Linked DNA regions of Mus musculus: region 2 is linked to region 1. Evidence: chromatin contacts called from public Micro-C data. All regions are on one chromosome and are shown on one strand. The core of a region is the stretch at or near the end of the contact, and the rest is flanking DNA. Distances in the headings are between cores, read along the strand shown.

Region 1 (4,195 bases), core at 550-3,049:
CCTGCGGGGAGCTGGCATTCCCTGAAAAGGGACCTCGGTCGGCTTCGGCTGTGGCGTCTGCTCAGGAGAACCGCAGTCGCAGCAGCCGACCGACCCCTCTCGGATCGCACCAACCTTAATCTCAGAGGGGGAAAAAAATTAAATGTAAAGCGGAGTAGAACTGAACGGCGAGGCCAGCCCTGGGCCGGCTCTCATTAAGGAGCCGCGCGCGCCCCCAGGCTGGGAATGCGGAATGGACACGTGGACAGACAGGGGAGCCGGGGGAGGGGGAAGTCTCCGTGGCGCGCGAGCCGTGGGCTGCGCGCTCCGGGGCCACGTGATCACGGGGAATCTGGGAGGGGAGGGAGGAAAAGGGAGCGAGCGCGCCAAGCTGGGCGCCCGCCCGCTACGGTCCTGGTGGGCGCTGGATGCCGGACCGAGGAGGAGGGCAGCGAGCATCAGTGTGTGTGTGTGTCTTTCTTCAACCATTTACCGAGGAGCGCCGTGGAGGTGGCAGCGACTGCTTCGGTCAACTGTGGCTCCCCCGCCTCTTTTTTTTTTCCTCTGGTCCTTGATTCTTCTTCTTCCCCAACCCCACGTCCAAGGAGAGCTGGACCCCTATCGGCATCTCTATCTTTTCTAGGCCGCCTAGGTACCCGCTGCTGCCTCTCCGGCCAGGGGCTGCGCAGGTGCGGTTGCCTTAGCCCACTGGCCGCGCTCCCGCTTCTTGCCACCCGTAGCTGGGACTGGAGCGGCGATCTACTCGCCCAGACTGACTCCGAAAGAGCGACAGCCTGTGCCCTGCCGCACCGAGGCAACGGGCGAGCGGGTGTCCAGGGGCAAGGCGGGGGTGATGGGTAGGACGAGGGATCGGAGACTGTGAACCTCGGAAAAGTTCAAGGTTTGTGTAGGTTCCCCCGGGAAAGCGAGGAGAGGTGTGAGGCGGGGCAAGGTACCCCTGTGCTGAGACAGCGACACCCTACCGGAGAGGAAAGAAAAGGGTAGCCGGTGCTGCCGAGGGCTGACCACCCCATCTCTCATCCTACAACGCTTACGGGCTGGATACTGGAGGAGACGCTCTGGGAAGAAACGGCTCGAGCTGGGGCGCCTTAGCTGGCGCTTCCGCTCCTTCGCTTCTCCTAGCTTCATCTCCATGGGGCAGCGAGTGCCTAGAGCTCCACCCTTGCTCCAGCCACCGAACCCCAGCCTGGCCAGGCGGCGCCGAGTTGGCCTGTGCTAGCGCAGACCCCGGTCGAGACTGGAGAGAGTGCTGGAGTCCAAGACCGAGCACTGCGAAGGGACAAACATCTGGTCCCCCACCTCAGACGTTTCGTCTGGGCGTCGCCTAGGGTGGTGGCGACCCGCGTCGCCTGTCTCATCCCTGCAAGGAAACTTTTCCTTCCCCGGATGGATTAAAGTTGCCTGGATTTTCTCTCTTTGCGAAAGAAATCATCCGTTTCCTCCCGACCTGGGATTTTCCCTACTGCTGCAGGGCGCTTGGGAGAGGAAGAAAGCCGCGCTGTGCATGTGGGGTTACCACCGAAACCGAGGCGATTCGAGTTCGCGTTGGGGTTCTGTACCTACGAGCGAGTACGGATCTGAGCGGCGCGGCGAGGCCAGGGGCTTCGGCACGCGGCCCTCGGCAGCCACCGGGACGTTGGTGGCCACCGGGCCCTGGGACCGCACGTGCGGCTCCCCCCTCTCCTCGCAGATCCTGCAGGGGGCACCAGCCCGGGGAGGTGGAGACTCCTCCCGCCCCGAGCTGCGCCCCCGCCGGCTCCGAGGGTGTAGCCGGTGGTGCCCGGGACGCCCCTCCCCTCAAAGTGTCCCCGAATTGCGCTTTCTGGCCCCCGAAGCCTCAACAGACACAGCTGGGCGCCAGTGAGTTGGAGGCGACCGAGCCCAGCCTGAGACCAATTCGCCGTGGATCTCTACACCCTCGGACCCCTCCTGCCCCCGCTTCGGCCATGGCCCCAGGGATGTCGGGCCGCCGCGGCGCCGCCCTACTCTGCCTCTCTGTGCTGCTCGCCCACGGTAAGTGTCGCGGCGCAGACTCGGGGTGAAGATGCGGCGGGCGCCCCTGGAGGGGGCGCAGAGAGAACCGAAGGAAGGAGCACCTCATCCCAGTGTTCCCCTGGACTCTCCGCCGTCGCTACCAGCACGGTTCCCGGCTGCAGCGGGAGTCCGCTGAGGGGACCGAGGTCGGTCCAGGGGAGATTGGGGCGGGGGGGGGGTAGATTCCTCGGTCTCAGAGTTAGAATTCAGGGAAAAACCCGAGACCCTGGGGGCGTGTCAGCTCACGGATATCTAGAGGGGTGCGAGAGATCAGCTAGGTCGAGTCTCGGGTACCCGGCCGCAGCTCCCCATGCAGCGCGAGGGGCTGGGGACCACTGGGACCGGCGAGATCGCGGCTTCCGGGCCCGGCGCGCAGGCGGGTGCGGGCCGTGCCGCCGGCTGTCTGGCTTCCTGCGGCGGGCCTAGGACAGGGACGCGCACGGTTGGGGCCCGGGAGGCTTGTGAGCAGCATCTCAATGGCCGGCCGGCTCGCAGAGCAAGTCGGGCGGGGGTCTGGGCAGCGGGCGCGGGCCGGGAGACTGGCGGCGCGCGAAGGCAGCGGGGCCGCGCTCCAGCGTTCTGCAATCTGTTGCGTCTGCTCCCCAGGCTCGCCCTGGGCTCTGGGCTCTGCCGGAAAGGGGTGACGGAGGGAGGAACCCGGGGATGGTGCGCCCCAGCAGTGAGATGGGGGATATGAAGGTTGGAGGCAGGGGGTAGTAGGACAACCTCCCCCACCCAGAGTGGGAACTCAAGATGAGCCAGGAGGGCGCTGCGGCGGGCTTCCGCAAGCTGGAGATGCTCCAGGAGGAGAGGGGCGCAAACCTAAACGAGAGAAAGGGAGCTGTGGAAGCAAGGGGGCAGGGGCGGCGGGGAAGCGGCCCTCTGCTGCGCCCAAGTGAAACCAGCTGACCCGGGACAATTCCCCAACCAGCAAAGGACTAGCTAGGGATATAAGACTCTGATGCCCCACTCCCGAGAGGGTGAGCCAAGGACAGAATTGGAGAAGGCCTTAGTGGAGCGAGCCATCTGGATGTTTGAGAGAACCGTCCGTTTGTAGTGGTCAGCTTTTGCCCGAATCTGTGCAGTCCCTGGCAGCCTGATTTGAGTGTGCTGTGAACCTCCCCACGGTCTCTTAATTCGTTTTTGCTCCGCAACGAACCCCCCTCCGCGCCCCTCGCCCCGAGTAGGGTGTATTTTCAAGGTTGAAAGAGTAAAGAGAAAGTGGTCTCAAGGAATCATAGGGCCCAAGAGCTAGGAGGCAGAAGGGAACAAGCTGAAGCTCCTCTGGGTGTCTGGGTTTCTCCTGCTGTGGAGTAAGCTGTTTTGCCTTTGGTTGGATTCCCTGGGGATTGCTTTTCTCTTGATTCTTCACGGGAGCAATGAGCAGGCATTGACCAGCAGGAATAAGGTATGGAGTTGTGACTAGGGATGCAGCCAGAGAGAAATCTTCATCCCGCCCCCCCCCCCAGGATGGTTGACAGTGGGTAAGGGTAAGACAGCTGTGTGGGGCTGGTGGAGTCCTAAAGCTCAGCCTAGCAGGCTTCTTGTCTAAGCATGGCTCTTGCCCTTGTTGGAGCTCCATTCCCAGGTCATTTTGGCCCTTGGGTAGCTCAGTTGCTGTCCCTAGGTCCCAGCTACTCACTAGCATACTCTCAGGCCCAGCCACAGATCTGTTCTTCCTGACCTGCCAGAACTGTCTGCTTCCCAAGTCTTTGCCCTAGGCAGGCCTTCTGGAGCGTCTTGCCAGCTGTGAGCCTTTTATCTAGGGCTCCCGGCTGTCCCTGGGCCTAGGGTGTCCCAGAGCACTGAGCAGGGACGGTCATCCATAACCTGTCCACACACACAATGCTAGCACCGTGCAGGCATGCTCAAGACAGAGGTACCGACTTGCGGAAGGAAGGATAGTGGAGGCAGTACCACTTTGTCCCCACTCCTAGCTCCCTTTCTAAGTCCTTCTCTGAGATCTAAAGTCCCTTTGTCAAGCCATAGCCCCAGTTCTACTCTCATCCCACAACAAGCGAGAGCAAAATGAGAGAAATACATCTCGTAAAAACAAATCAAACCTGAGCCTCAGGCCCTCATCCTGCAGGACCGACTGCCTAATGCTCCTCCTGCCAACCTCTCCCAGTTAGAGGAAGGTATGTGGACATATTGTCACTCA
Region 2 (4,195 bases), core at 602-3,101, 2.1 Mb after region 1:
AAAAGATAAAGAGAAAATTAATATATCTCGCAATACCGACTAGCTTCCTAAAAGGTAGAAGCGGGAAAAGACTGGGCTGCCCTAGTAAAAGGCAGCTCCTAACGCGGCTGCTAGAGCCACACAGACCTCTGATCCGAAGCTGGCCTGGAAGGGCCCATGGGGAAGGAGCAACAGAGGCGCGGGAGGGAAGTACTCACCGGAAGAAGTCGTTTTTACAGTAGAGCTTGCCTTCCCGGGAGAAGCACTTCTCGGTCAGGTTGCATTTACATTCACAGCACTGGACGCACTTGACGTGCCAGGCCCTGTCCAACACGTTCAAGAGGAAACGGTCCAGGATGGGCCTTTTGCAGCCCGCACAGTGCACCATGGTCTTTGGTTTGGTCCGGTGAGGCCCGGAGCGACAGGGCAATTAGAGTCGAGGGGATGACTTCTGAAGACAACCAGCTCCTCCAAAAAGAAGAAACCCTCTCTAGTTGGGCAAGCAAAAAACCCGTACTAGCAAATCAAAAGGGGGAGAGACCAGGCTGGTAGAGGGCAGCCCCGGAGTCCCGGGGCAACGGGATGGAGCAGCGCCACCTCAGCTCACCGGGCGAGGAAAATCAGTCTCAAGCGGGCTAGAAAGCGGCTCTTCTGCTCAAAGCCCGCGAAGGAGTGAAGGTCACCGTGAGAGGCGGCGGGACGTAAATAAATAAAATGGAAACAGACGAAAAGGAAGACGCCAAGAGCTCAGGATTCGGGAAAGCTGGGTTCTCTCCAGCTTGAGGTAGAGCTGTCAGAAGTCAAAGTGCATCTGCTTTTGTCAGAGTATGAAGGCAGGTTGTGTGCGTGTCAGACTGCCCACCACCGGGTTTTCCCCTTTAAAAAAAACACGGAAAGAAAAGAACACGGGAGTAGAAAGCTTTGGATCCTACATTGCCGGTTTCTTGCAGTGAGTTGGGACGCTCTGGGCGCCCGCGCTGGGCCTGGGGAGGGGGCGGGGGCAGACCGAGGTGTGGGGGAGATGGCGGGTTGGGTAGGATATTTTGTTGATTGTAGTTGTTGCTTAGGTAGCCCCCACCCCTTTGGAGAGTTTTCTTTTTTGTGCCAGTCAAAAATGGAAAGGGACCGTCCGCTTCGGGCGGACGCAGCCGGGCGCACTCGCTCGCTCCCCACCGCCCCAGCCCTGTCACCTCGGCCGGTGGCCTGCCAGGCAGTCTGCCGCGTCCTCCGAGCGGCCCTCCCTGCGCTTGGACTCCTGGGGAGGCAACACGGTCTGGCTCTTCACTGCGCCTGGACGAGCATCCTGGCTTCAGTCACAACTCGCGGCCGCTTGGGCGCGCAGCCTTGCATCGCTCGGCCCACGATCCCGCTGCCTGTGTTCCGGCCCCACAGTCGCTCGACTTTTTTTTTTTTCCTTGTCCCCCCCACCTCTCTTTTTGTGCGGTGGCAAATCTGGGTTTTCTTTCTAGTCTCCTTCCTTTCTTTTTCCCTCCCTTTTTCTTTTCCTTGGTCAACGCGAGAAGCCAGGGGAGGGGGCGTCTTGGAGAGCTTTAGAATGTCCTGGGGCTGCGGCTATAGAAGGCCAGCGGCTGGAACAGTTTGGCGCGGATTGCCGGTGTCGCTGTCCGGCCCGCGGGTTCCTTGTTGGCTCTCCCCAGGCGCGCGTCCCTCGGTCCCTAGTCTCCTGGCCCAGTCTTCCGCGCGTCTCTCCCCAGCTCCAGCGGCTCGGTCACTGCTCCTGGCTGTTGGCTGAGCCCTGGAAGCCCCCTCGCCTTAATGCAGCGCCCGCCGACGTCACGGCAGTCTGTGACCAATCAGCGCCTCGCGGTCCTTCTGTAAACCATTCTGCGTCCCCCCCGGCCGGGGAGAATGCGGGGAGACCGCGTTTAGAGGATCAGTGGCGGCGGGCCCGCGCGGTGCCGGCGACTAGCAGCGAGATGTCCTGGCCCCTTCCAGGTTTGGTAAGACGTCCGTTTCGGCATCAAGGATTGACAGTAGGCGGGAGGAAGCGCGGAAAGGAGGCGCGGAGGAAGTCAGAGTTCTGGGTGGGGGTAAAAGCAAACCTATATATTTAAAAAGACTTGTTGGGATTAGATTGCAGCGAGATCTGGAAGCTTGGGAGGTCCTAGTACACTGGTTTTGCAAATCACTAGGTGTTGATAGCCCGCCCCTTGTTCGTTTGGCCTGGAAATTGCCCCCGGCGTAGCTCGAGTCTAAGGAGAGGTAGGGGGCGCTTGGCAGCGTAATCTCGCCTTCTGTCTGTTTCGGTGCCTCCTCCCCCTGTCCATCCAAAGTCCACCCGGCAGGGAGTCTGGGAGACACGAGTGTCGATCTCCCGCTGCGCTCACTTGCAAAGTTGATTCGGGCGATTTCCTGATGGGGGCGGGAGAAACCGGAGGCCCGGCGCCAGGGTGGGAGAAAGAGTGGGTGGGGAAGCGCTTCGGGTGAGGAGCTCCAACTCTGGCAAGAAGTTGTGAGAAAATTGTGATCCGGAGACACCTTTTACAAACAAAAACAAATGACTAGGTGGGAAACGGCGGGGCTCCCGCAGCTGGGGGGAGGTGGTAGCAGCGGGGGACTGCACCGTAGCAGCAGGGGAGGGAGGCTTGTGGCGCACTGACCGAATATGCCTGGCTCCCATTCCGGTCGTCCCTTTTCCAGGCTTCGAACAAGTTCCTTTCTTCGGACGTCAACCGACCTACCAGAGTTTATTCCTTAGGAATGTTACACTTTCCCAATTCTGTCCACGTTGTAAATTCCTGGCCACCTTCTTTGGGGGACGGCGACGAATCTGCCTAAGTGTGGAAATCGATGCGGGTCCTGAAGGCTTGAGCTTTAAAGAGTATTCTAGTTCCCAGGAGCACTCAAGTTAAGCATAGCAGCCCCCCCTCCCCCAAGCTTAACCCAAACATCTCAAAGTGGTGCCACTTCTGCTCTTATTTGGGGGAGGTGCTAGGAAAGCCCATTTGATCAAACTTGGAAGGACCCTGCAGCCAAATCTAGATGGAATTTCAGAATCTGTCTTTAGAGTTATTTCATCTATGAGCCTAGCAGATCTTCTACAGGGCTAAATTAGGAGAAAAGTGTGCAGAAACGCGGTTGGACTGGCAGTGAATCCGCATCCACTAACACAATACCCTTTTCCAGCGAAGAGAGAAGAAGCTGTTACGAATCTAGCTTTTGTTTGATGAGGTTGTTGGGTTTTTATAGGGCTGTGCCAATGACCCCTTTTCTCTCTCTTGCACCACCTGGCAACCCCGAAACTCATCAGCAGCTCTGGCCTTCCCACCCGCATGATCTTTGCTTTGTAAATCCAACCCGCCACGGCCTGCTTCACACGCCTTCTTAGAGATTTGCTCCCACCCCACCCCCGACCTCTGAGTGCGGGACCTCTAAAGCATTCTCGGTACCCCTGTCCACATACCCATTCCCATGGAGCGGCTGTGGACCAAAGTAGTGCAGCCAATAGTTCTCAAGCATAAATCCCTCTCCTGGTCCTTCCTAGGCTTAGACTCAGGGCTGATCAGGGTAAGAAGGCGACCTTCCCACCTAAAGGGCAGGTTTGGACTGAGCGCCGGCGATTTTCCTGCGAGCCCAACACTTCCTAGAACAAGTCGATTAATACCCAGAATTCAGACACCCCAGGAAGAGCCAAGTGAGGAGCGCGAGATCCTGTTATCCCGAAGACACCCAAGCGGCTGCCAAAAAGAAGGGGCCGTTGGTCCCTTTGCTCTCCATTTCCAGCTGTTCCAGAACTAGCTGCTATCTCTCTGGACTCACCAGCCCCTCTAGGAAATCTGTGAGTCGCCCAGGTCGCCAGCGGCTCACACCCCGCGCTGCTGGGTTACTTCACCTGTAAAGCAGAGGGGTCCGGGAAGGGGGGACTAGGAAATTGCTGTCCTAAGAACCTGTAGGGTCACACTGTACTCTATTGCCCGACTTTTCCGATTGGCATCTTCCTTTGGTAGTGGAGGGGAGATTGTTTAAGTAATTTAGGGTGCGATGACTTTGAGACCCACTTATGGGAGAGAGGGCATCTTTTAGAGACCTGGAGTTGGGGTGAAGACAGGATGCTGGTTTTAGGGCATAGTATTCAGCTGGTCTCCGTGTCCTGATGGTGAAGAAAATGGGCCCCAGAGTCAATTCTGGCCTATGGGGTTTGTGTGTGTGTGTGTGTGTGTGTGAGAGAGAGAGAGAGAGAGAGAGAGAGAGAGAG

The links. A called contact is a pair of places that touch in the nucleus more often than the background predicts.
Region 2: a contact with region 1 is called in a Micro-C map of embryonic stem cells, with 10 times the contacts expected there. The contact joins the promoter of Lhx1os here to the promoter of Tmem132e in region 1. A contact is called at or near these places in 1 of 39 promoter capture datasets (embryonic stem cells), 4 of 484 Hi-C or Micro-C datasets (all in embryonic stem cells) and 1 of 115 datasets of contacts at active chromatin or transcription factors (embryonic stem cells).

The regions. Positions count from the first base shown.
Region 1 is chr11:82,387,101-82,391,295 of GRCm38.p6, forward strand. It overlaps Tmem132e (transmembrane protein 132E), which reads left to right and starts at 1,800. Exons shown (of 9, transcript NM_001304439.1): 1 at 1,800-2,013. The coding sequence starts at 1,947. It overlaps Gm38577 (a long non-coding RNA gene), which reads right to left and starts at 340. Exons shown (of 3, transcript XR_880073.3): 1 at 1-340.
Region 2 is chr11:84,523,809-84,528,003 of GRCm38.p6, forward strand. It overlaps Lhx1os (LIM homeobox 1, opposite strand), which reads left to right and starts at 1,852. Exons shown (of 4, transcript NR_038057.1): 1 at 1,852-1,940. It overlaps Lhx1 (LIM homeobox protein 1), which reads right to left and starts at 1,726. Exons shown (of 5, transcript NM_008498.3): 1 at 198-1,726. The coding sequence starts at 367.